2 separate regions of the Mus musculus genome follow, and region 2 is linked to region 1. A link is a contact called in public Hi-C data. All regions are on one chromosome and are shown on one strand. Each heading gives the region's core, a stretch centred on a gene start, on an enhancer-like site or on the middle of the called end of the contact. The rest is flanking DNA. Distances are from core to core; before and after follow the strand shown. Region 1 overlaps Arhgap8 (Rho GTPase activating protein 8). Region 2 overlaps Nup50 (nucleoporin 50).

What was found. Hi-C and Micro-C count contacts between places; a contact is called where the count stands out from the background.
Region 2: a Hi-C map of cortical neurons shows a contact between it and region 1, with 2.6 times the contacts expected there. The contact joins two enhancer-like sites. A contact is called at or near these places in 1 of 39 promoter capture datasets (embryonic stem cells), 2 of 15 datasets of contacts at CTCF or cohesin (embryonic stem cells and pro-B cells), 10 of 484 Hi-C or Micro-C datasets (the C2C12 cell line, the CH12 cell line, cerebral cortex and 5 more), 5 of 115 datasets of contacts at active chromatin or transcription factors (embryonic basal ganglia, embryonic forebrain, embryonic stem cells and 2 more) and 2 of 9 other capture datasets (embryonic stem cells and pancreatic islet).

What each region holds. Positions count from the first base shown.
Region 1 is chr15:84,753,840-84,758,923 of GRCm38.p6, forward strand. It overlaps Arhgap8 (Rho GTPase activating protein 8), which reads left to right. Exons shown (of 12, transcript NM_001164628.1): 6 at 2,499-2,597; 7 at 3,181-3,291. Among named protein-coding and RNA genes, the nearest start is that of Gm52202, 35 kb to the right of the region's middle. Within about 2 kb of position 2,857, at least 37 of the 459 cell types and tissues checked have an H3K27ac peak or open chromatin away from gene starts, as enhancers often do. A contact at or near this core is called in cerebral cortex and cortical neurons, where this site is marked.
Region 2 is chr15:84,940,374-84,945,457 of GRCm38.p6, forward strand. It overlaps Nup50 (nucleoporin 50), which reads left to right. Exons shown (of 8, transcript NM_016714.2): 8 at 1-2,590. 5031439G07Rik (RIKEN cDNA 5031439G07 gene) reads right to left here. Exons shown (of 10, transcript NM_001033273.3): 10 at 3,563-5,084. Among named protein-coding and RNA genes, the nearest start is that of Mir1249, 8.7 kb to the right of the region's middle. Within about 2 kb of position 2,713, at least 43 of the 459 cell types and tissues checked have an H3K27ac peak or open chromatin away from gene starts, as enhancers often do. A contact at or near this core is called in cerebral cortex and cortical neurons, where this site is marked.

The DNA.
Region 1 (5,084 bases), core at 1,607-4,106:
GCCGTGCTGCTGGCTTCGAGGATGGAAGCAGGAGTCCCACACAAAGGGTCGCAGGCACCTTTAAGAACTAGAAGAATTAAGGGGGCCACAGCCCTGCCCGCCCATGGTCTTCCCCACTGACCTGGACCCCATGGAGGGTATGCTGGTGCCATTTCAAGCTGTTTCTTTTGCTCCGGGTCCCTGACAGCTGCCTGGGGACCACCCATCTATAACCTAGGACCCCAGGACCCCACCAGTACATGTTCTTGAATGTCTGCCTGCATTGATGTGTGTGCTTACGCTACACATTCCTATTCAGTGTGTATGTTCATTTGCATTCACAGAAGCACACACACACACACACACACACACACACATGCACACACTCCATCAGTGGCTCCTGGAAAGTGCTGCGACCTTGCCTCACCTCACCTCAAGTCCCATCCCACACTTCACCTGGCCTATAGTTCAACGTGCCTTCCCCACAGCCCTCATGTTCTATGGAACGTAGCATGCACCACCATGCCTGGTTTGTTCTAGAATATTTTTAACTCTCCTTTGGGGGTTGAATTATCAAGTCACCTTATGTTATACACCAAACCATCTTATGTCTTTCAGCCATGCCTTCTCTACCTCTAAACAGGGGAGGTCAGTGCTCAGAGAGGTCATACAGCTTCCATAGGTCACACAGCTTGTGAAGGACTCTGGACTGGGATCTAAGGACAGAATGAAACCTGAACACAGGATGAAGTGTGTACTCACACACACTTGAACTTGGATCCTGAGCACTGTCCCGACTCTTCCAGCAGCTGTGGGTGTGGCACAAGTCTTGCCCTATGCCTGTGCTGGCATTCCTGACTGAGCTGCTCAAGGCCCTTCCGCCAGTGTAAAAGGCCAGATGGGTCATGTCTACTTACCCTCGCTAATCCTAGGGTCCAGCGGGTGCCTGGCTTAAAAGCAATCGTCAGACAGCTACAGAGAGAAAGGTGGTGTGTGGCTCCTGAGTGGGCAGGTGTGACATGGGAGGTCCCCAGAGTGCTGAAGCAGATGTTACTGTCTAGAAAGTTCCACAGGACAGCTAGGTCCTTAGTAGGCTCAGTGGGCTCTTCCTGTCCATACACACAAAAAAAACCATTAATAGCACTTCATACCCCAGAGGAAACCTTAATGTCCCCAGAGCAGAGGCAAAACTGTCCCCGAGTTGTCTGTTATCTGAACAGATAGGTGAGGATGCCCCATAAGACCTGTCCCAACCCTTTCCTCAGGGCCTAGGGCCTGCATTCTTTCCCCAGATAAGGCTCCCTGGCTCCCTTGCTCATGGCTGGAATCTGGCCCCCAGGTCTGATCCACTCTTGTCCACAAGAGGGAGCCAGTGCACAGGCCTTGACCTCCCTTGGGGTGTGGGAACTGTTTTAGGTTGGACCCGGAATTCTACTCCACTCACAGGGGTGTCCCATCTATCAGATCCCCTGTGGTCTTGTTTTGTTTGAGCAGCGGTAAGTTAGATAATCTTAATTTCATATTATCTACAATGTGGAGCACACATGGGTTGTTTTAACTGCAGCAGAATCTGGCACTGCTGAGCACAGAACTTGCCTTTTCTCATCATTGCAATGTCTACTTACAATGGTTCAAGTTCACAGTCTGTATCAGTGGGACCCAGGCCTTGGCAGATCACCAGCCTTATCCTGGACCCCTGGGAGAGAATAGAAAGGCTGGCAGAGGCCATGTCTCCCCATGGCCTGAAGCATCCCTGGAGAGTCTCCCAAGGTCCCTGCCCTTTGGTCTGTCAGGGAGAGGAGATGGCCCAACACAAAACAATTACTCATCTCGGACCATAGTGACTTCAGACATGCAGGCTCGGCTCACTGGTCCTCTGAGCTGGCACATAGTTATGGTCAGTATCAAAGTCAACCTGGCAGTATGGAGAATCACATGGGAGAGGGGTCTCTGGGCATGTCTGTGAGCAGTTATCCTATTAATTGAAGCGGGAAGACCTGTACCATGTGGGTGGGACCATTCCCCTGGCAGCAGATCCTGGGTTGTATAAAGAGAGAAAGGAACTGAGCAGTGGTATACGTGTGTGCATCGTCTGCTGGCCTGGACATAGATGACCTGCTGCTTCGAGCACCTCCTACGTTGACATCACTGCCATGATGGGAGTGTTGCTTGAACTTTGAGCTGAAATAAGTCCTTTCCCCCTTAAGTTGTCTTTGTGCAGTATGTAAATTCACAACCAGTTCAAAGTAGAGGCATAATTATTTTATGCATGCGAGCCTCTAGGGCCTGTGGCATATTCTGGGTGTCAGTGCATGCTCTGTCTTTTGTTTGTTTGTTTGTTTGTTTGGGGAGGGGGAGGTTCAAGACGAGGTTTGTCTGGGTAACAGCCTGGCTGTCCTGGAACTCTGTAGACCTGGCTGGCCTTGAATTTACAGAGAACCACTTGCCCCTGCTTTCTGAGTGCTGGGATTAGAGACCTGCCCCCTCAACATTTTATTCTCTTGCTTCTCCTTCCTCAGTCACAAGTTTGGGAAAAAAGTCACCTACTGCAGCAACCTGCGTGAGCTCCGAGAACACCTTCAGTGCGACCAGCTGCTCATCCCCCCGGAAGTAGTGCGGTGAGGGCCCGCCCCCGCCCCCGCCCCGCCCCGCCCCTGCCCCGCATGGCTCTGGGGTCCGGTATCCACGTACATACATGAGGGAGAGCAAACCACGAAGGCTGCATACAGTACAAGTACAAACTGATTAAAAACACATCCAGGCACGGGTTTGCCGTTCTGCTTCTGAGCCGGATATGAAAGGGGTTCCCTGGTGTGCTGGTGAGCCGTGTGTGGAATGAAATGTTCTAGGAGTGGCAGGCGCGGGGGATTCGGGAAGACAGCTAGCGGGCGTTTCATTCAGCTCCTGCTGAATGCCCCACTGAGTGTCTGGCAAGCCGGAACGCAGGGTCAATGAGCAGAAACTCCGTGGCTTCAGGCCTGTGCCAGGCAGGCCAGCTCCAGTGAAGCTCCTGAGCCTGGTCTTCACTTCTCTCTGAGGATGCGGCGCCCTGCCCCGGGATGCCTGAAACTTACAGAGGTAGAATATGTGGGTTTCCTATTGATGCGGATGGGGCTTAGTCTCCACATAGCACTTGGAGATGACTTCTATGGCTAAAAGGCTGTCCCCCTGTGAGGTGACACTCTCCTGTTGTGTCCATAGGTATGACGAGAAACTGCAAAACCTGCACAAAGGTCAACCGCCCCCGCCCACCAAGACACCGCCACCTCGGCCGCCTCTGCCCACCCAGCAGTTTGGCGTCAGCCTGCAATAGTAAGTAAAGGAGAGATACTCTGCCCTCCTGAGCAGTGGGACCCCTCTCTGTCCAAAGAGGTTACCCCAGGCCTCTGCCTCCTGCCTACAGGAGAGATAAAGGTTCAAGTCCCCTCTGAGGTGGAGTGGCCGCTGCTCCATGTGTACCTGGGCAGAGGACAAGAGCTTTTCGGCCACCCTTCAGTTCTGGCTCCCTGCTCTTTGGGCCTTTCCTGTCATCTTCCAAGTGAGACATGCTCGAGGGACTTTGATCTTTGGTGGATCTGTCATTTCCTACCTGTTTACCAGGCCAGCTTCATTCACGTGCATCTTGGGCCCCTCCCCCAGAAGCCTTCCCCAGTATCCCATCACAGCATCCCCAGTCCAGGTTCTTATGTGCCCCACCCTCTGGGTCATGAGTTTGTCCCTCTTTGGGTCTCATGCCCTGGTAGTAGACCTGGCCGACATAAATCCAAGGCGATGTTTTATCCTAAAGAAGCTGAAGCGGTCAGGCCACCCACAGCACACTCGGGAAGAGCTGGACACTTCAGTTGCTTTGTGTGAGAGACCCGCACGAGGTTTGATTTTAGGTCCACGAGGAGCTGGGCACCCTGGGAAGAGTTTAAGGGAAATCTGTTGGGGATGTAAGTTTGTCCCTGTGCTTCCTGGGCTACCAGGACAGGATTCCTCTTGTCCTCTTGTAGACGCTGGGATAAGACCCATCCAAATGCTCTCACGGTCTGCAGTGCATGTGTAGAAAACAAAATATGCCCAGTGGATGTCACATCCTAACCTCCCCAGTACCTGTGGCTGCAACTGGCTGGCAGGAAGGATTTTGCAGATGTGAGCAGCGTCTTGAGATGGGAGCTAACTGGGACACTTTGGTGAGCCCAGGGTAGCCCCTTGGGTTATATAAGCAAGAGTCTGTAAAGCTGCAAAAACAAAGAGAATATCCCAGAGCCTCCAGGTCCTCCCCCACCCCACACACACACCTATTCTAGACTGTAAGGTAAATCAGGGTATTGTTTTAAGCTAATTAGTGATGACAGCCATCGGGAAGCATCCTGAGGTGGTGAGGTGGCTGTCACATGCTTCTGTACCTGTCAGCTAGGGAGGTGTGATAAAGCAGTGTTCTCTGAGTGGATGGAGCAGGATGCGTCCCCAGGGGAGCACCTTGGGATATCACAAAGAGGACTGCTGTTCCTCCGAGTATCTCCCTGGATCTCCACTGTCTGATGGAGTTTTCTGTTGTGACGGGCGTGGTCTGCTGGACCAACTCCAGGTTGAGTGAGCACATGGCTACTTCCTGTCTTAACAGCTTCAGTAGCACCTGTGCCTGCTCCTGGGTCACACAGTACCTCCCCACCCAGCCACACGTTCTCAGAGAGAAAAATGCAGTAAATGGTGAAATAGTCCCCCTCCCCCCCAAACTAGAACACAAACTTGCCACTAAAGAGTACTTCCTTTTCATGGGTTATGAAAGTTTGCTGCTGTAACTCCCTGGTGGTCCACACATCATAGATGCTACGCTACCCCAAAGGCAGGGGAGAGCAGGTGCCTGCAGTAACTACAATGCCCTCTAGGGGTCGCTGGTGAGAGCTCATCACTGCGGCACCAGGCCATCAAGAGACAAATTTTCACAATGTTTCTGAGGCCTCTCTGTGGCCTTTCTGCTTCTATGGTTCTACTGCCAATGTCCCTAGTGGTTCTTTCACTCAGAGCTCCTTCTAAAGGCTCCAGCCATACTATCTGATGGCCTGTTGTACCCCGCAGAGCTATCTCTGTCTTCTCAAAAACAAAACAAAACAACAGAA
Region 2 (5,084 bases), core at 1,463-3,962, 190 kb after region 1:
TGACCTGGAGCTGCTTGACTGAACCAGGAACCGCCTTTCCATGGGAAAGACCATGAGTGGTGGCTCGTGGGGAGCTGGCGGTGGACAGACTGGGTCTGGAGTTTATCCATGAGGTGCTCTTACTAGCTTTCCTCCCTAGTTAGCATGGACGGGGGCTGTCAGGAATAATGGATTTTATTAAAAGCACAAATTTGGTAGTGTTTTTATATCATTTCTATACCACAAATAAGCCTTTATTTTAAAAGAAAAAAGTGAAATCGTGCTGAAAAGGGTTGTGTGCTCATGGCCGTTTGTGCCCTGCTGAGCCCTGGTGGGCACAGTCTGAATGGAGTTCTCTCACGAGCCGTGTGCTCATGAGAAGCAAGAGTATGGGAGTGGAAGACGGCTCATTTGGCCCGTAGCTTCAGACAGCAGCATATTATTTGGCGTCTGAAGAAAACATTTTTATCTTTACTTTTTTAAGGATGAGGTATTATTGAGTATGTCCATTTGGAAGAGAGCCATGGTTCTACACGCTGGTCATGTTACCTCAGAGCGGTGAGGTTGCTAATACTAGTATTCTCTGAAGACCAGACATGGGTTAAATTCGAGATTTGATGACGAGCTGGTCATGGTTCCTGTCTAATCCCGGTGCTGGAAAAGCTGAGGCAGGAAGATCATTTGAGTTCACAGCAGCTTGAGCTACTGTAAGACACCTCCCCCACCCCCAATAAAATCAAATAGAATAGAAAGTTTGACTCTTTAAAAGTCCACTTGCATTTCTCATAAAACCATTTGACACTAGGACCAGATCTTGTCTGAAGGCTCAGGGTCAGTACCCAGGGGCGCACACTTGTGTGATCAGGTTCCGACAAAAGCTGGGTGGCACAGTTGCTTTCTTAAAGCTGCCGTGCTAGGTGGGATGAAACCTGGTTAACTTTTATTTTCACATGGGTCTTAGTCTCACTATGTAACCCTGGCTAGCCTTGAACTCAGATCCACCTGCCTCTGCCTCCTGAGCCCAGAGATGTTCTTGAGGTGGGGTGACAGTGCTCTGTGCATTTTGGCACGTATCTGCAGATGCATGTTTGTGCTTCTTGGGCTGTGGACCTAAGGAGATGCTGTGCGGTTTGGTTTGGTTTTGCCTTGTAGCATGGAGAATTGGTTCCTAGCAAGCAGGTTGCTGCTTCTGTTGGCCCTGGCCCTGGCTTCTTCACATTGGGCTTCCCAGCTTTCCAAAGATGAAACAAGGGGTGTGCATTTCAGAACAGTACTGTGTAGCCACGTGCCTGTGGGGCTGACACGTGTCAAACTCACAGGCACTTTCAGGAACTTGTCTCTTCATGGTGGCAGTGCTCTGTGAGCATCTGCCCATGCCTTGAATATTTACCAAAAGAATAAAAGCAAAAAAGATCATGACTGGACTGCCTTCTAGAGCTCCCCGGCCAATTTCAGTTGTAAATTAGTGAGGGTGGCTTGCTTTTTTTTCTAACATTCCAGCAATTTGCTGCTAAAGACTATCACTTTTGGAAACAAGAATTACAGGGGAGATGTGTGGGGTGTGACTGTAACTCGGTGTCTTGTCTTTATGCTTTAGGAGCTAGCTCATTGCATCTGACCTGAGTATGGGAATCACTATGAAGTCTGAGTGTCACAGGGAGGCCCCCGGAGGGCACTCTGTTCTTCTTCCACTGTGTGTGTAGCTGGTTCCAACCCATGGCTTAAACTTCATTTATGGTTTAACGTGTTAGAAACTTGCATCTTGTCTGTTTAATGTGAACTGAGGTGTGTATCTCCAGTTTGAAAATCTCACGTTGTGTCTTACATTTGCCTGAAGGAAGTGTGTGTTCTCTGTGGTCAGGGTGCATCTGGCAGATGCTAAGCCTGGGCCTTCCCACACTATAGCTCACACTATGACACATTCCCAGCCCTGCCATGTCCTCCTCAGAGAGCCACACTGTACAGGCTGTGTCTGTGTCAGTGACAGGTCCGACTGTTGGTGGGCTGATGCTCTGTTTTACCATTTCAGTTCTGAATCCTGTTTTTTTACATGCTGTGTGCCAAAAACCAAAACAAACCAACAACAACAACAAAAAAAATACCTCCTATGGCATAGAGGGGAATTCACCTTGCTGTCAGGGAAAGCCGTTTCCCTACCTTTTGAACATTACGAAGTCTGTTCTTGCCAGTTTCTTCATTATGTTACTATCTCTGAAGATGAGAAACAGCCCCTTGAGGCTGCAGAGTACCCACTTAGACCACTGGAGTGGGATTTTAAGGAGATGGCCTGCTCTGTCACTTGTAGGTGAGGTTGGGAGTTCTTCAGGGCGTCTTTCTAGCCACATGCTCTGTACACAGCCACCAAGTGCTCTCCAGAAGCAATCACAAGCCTGAGGACTGTCCCTTAACACAGATTTGTAAAAGTGACGTCAGACTTCGTAGCCAGCACATGGAGTGATCCGCCTTCTACTCGGAACGGGAACTTGTTTTCTCCAGCTAAAATACTTGAATTGTCAGGCAGTGTAATCTCAGTGTGTGTTAGCTTTTGAATGAGCCTTTAAGGAAGTGTAACAATCCATGAAATGTGAATAAATGGAAAGTTGAAAAACCAGCGTTGGGTACTGTTCTGTTCTGTGATATTCTTGGCAGATCAGTGGGGAAAGCAGCACACAGTAGTGTGCACAGACGGATCTGAAGTGGGGGCTGACCAGCTGACTGGGATGTAGGGTGAGCAGCTTGAAGCTTGGCCCGGGCCTGCCTGCACTGGATTACAGTCGGCTGCAGAGCCAGAGCCCTGTTCTAGGCAGGCAGTCCTCCAGCCTCAGACAAATTCCAGCTGGGAGAGGTTAGCTTTCTTCTTCAGAAGTAAGTTATTCATACTAGATTCTTGTTCATTCCGTGATGTACTTACTGGAGTTGTGTTCAGATTCTAAAGTTTCCTAAGAGACACTGCATTATCTGAGTTATAAGGTGTTTTCCTGGTTAGGGGAAAAAAGCTAAAAGGCTGTCCCCGGGGTTCCGAACTGTGAGATTCATAAGTTATAGGTGCTTGCTGAAGAGCAAGATTGTCCCTGAGCCATTAGGGAGACAGACTGATCTGGTGTGGACCCCCAGTGTAACCCTGGAGCTTCCAGTGCCAGAGGTTCATAGAAATTAGAGCTGACAGCTTTTGGGGACCCCGCCCTAAGCCCACTCAGGTCAAGGCCAGTCTTTGATACAGTGGTTTTTGTATAATCACACTACTACTAGTCATTGTATGTGAACGGATGACGCGCTGCACAGCTGTGATCAGCCAGCACTGGCTGGCAGACTCCCTCCCTGTAACTCCCAGATAGAGCCATGACTCCATGCCCGTTAGCACATCCTAGGAGGAGATGGCAGTGACCACCAGCATTCCCAGGAACTATGACAACCTCTCATGACCGTGAGGAACCTCGCAGTCACTGGACCTGAAGGGATGTATTGGGTTTACCTTCTCTTTGAAGATCCCAAGCCCTGGCAAACGGGGGTGACATGGCTTGCTGGGGGACCAGGGCCACATGGCCCTTTCCATCACCCCCACTGAATCACTGGACTTCATTGGTTTCTAGAATTGGCTTAAGTCTTTTGAGTAAAATTGTTTATTCAAAATATAATCAAAGTTCACCAGAAACAATGGTTATTTCAAACTGAGCAACCTAATTGCTTTATTAAAGTCAGAGTCCAAAATGAAAGAGCCATCCACATAGAAGAGAGAAAAGTTTTGATGGCCCACTGGCTTCCATGAGGCTGTAGGAGGCAAGTGAGTGACACTTAAGAACAGGAACATTCATCGCCCATCCCCAAAGCAAGCTTCTCCTTCCTCACATTTCCCAGCTTCCTTCCCTTTAACAAGCACAAAGTCTGATGTCTCCAGTTGACATGGGCATATACAGTGAGCTACAGAGACTGCATTATTTTACACTCCTCTCTTCTACATACGTTCTGGAAGGTTTTCCTTTCCGGGGAACATTCTCTTCCAGGCTGACAGCGGCTCCTTACAGGTATGTATGAGTCAGGATAAAAGACCTGAGAGCAGAACTGCCCTCCCAAGGCAGCTGGGAGACGGAAGGCCAGCAGGGCAGCCAGCTTCCAGAGCAGAGGCTTCAGGCCACTTGAAAGGGCTACCCAGTGATGTGGATAGCAAGGGGGCATGGGTTTCCTGCCAAGCCGCTGCCTCCTTCCCACCTCCTTGTAGTTGTAGCAGTTCAGAAAAACCCTCCTGGTCTGGTGTTCCTAGGGTAGTGACTGGCTCCTTACTATATGTCCCCTCAGTCTCCCTTTCTCTGTCTCCACTGCAGGTCTAACCCCGGGGTATACAGTATATTAGGACCTATTCTTTGTGACATAAGTCATTTGGCATGTTTTAGAAACCCATTTGCATGGAAGGTGGCTATATTTCTGACCCGTGATGATTACAGGCCCTAGAAAGAGCCAGCCAGATGATCTCACCCTCCATGCTCCCCCCTTCCCCCACCTCTCACCCCCACTGCAGAGGAGCTCCGCAACAAGGAAAGTCAGATGCCTGCCAGGATCTTTTCTGAACTCCCATTTTGGGTCCCAACTTCTATTCCAGCCATCTTCCTGCTACTGTGATGGTTTTTAGGGGGTTCTCTTAGAAAAGCTTTGAGAGTTTGCAGTCCAAATACTGCCAGGGTGTATTTTCATGGGAGCACAGAACCGAGCCCAAAATATATCATGTGGTCAGCTTTGGAAATGCCCACACTCTGGCTAGGGTGGTCACTATCCCTCTCACAGGGTCTTCACAGACCAACCAGTATGTGGTATGGCGTCTGTCAGCCCCAGAGGATACCATTTCATAATGTTATCAAAGTCAAGGTCATTCCCTTGATTTGCTATTTGTTTGTATTAATGTGAAACATGTATTAAAGATGGGGGCATTTAAAAGAAAATTCACTTGAAATGTCTCTAAAATATAATGCAATGTCTCAAAGAAAGATGGAATCACAAAGTCAACAGCCACCACTAAGCCTGCCTTGAGAGGCTGGCCTTCTGTTGGGTATGGGTGTTCAAGGGAAAGCCACTCATAATTCGCACACTAACACATTCTATGTGTGCTACCTCAT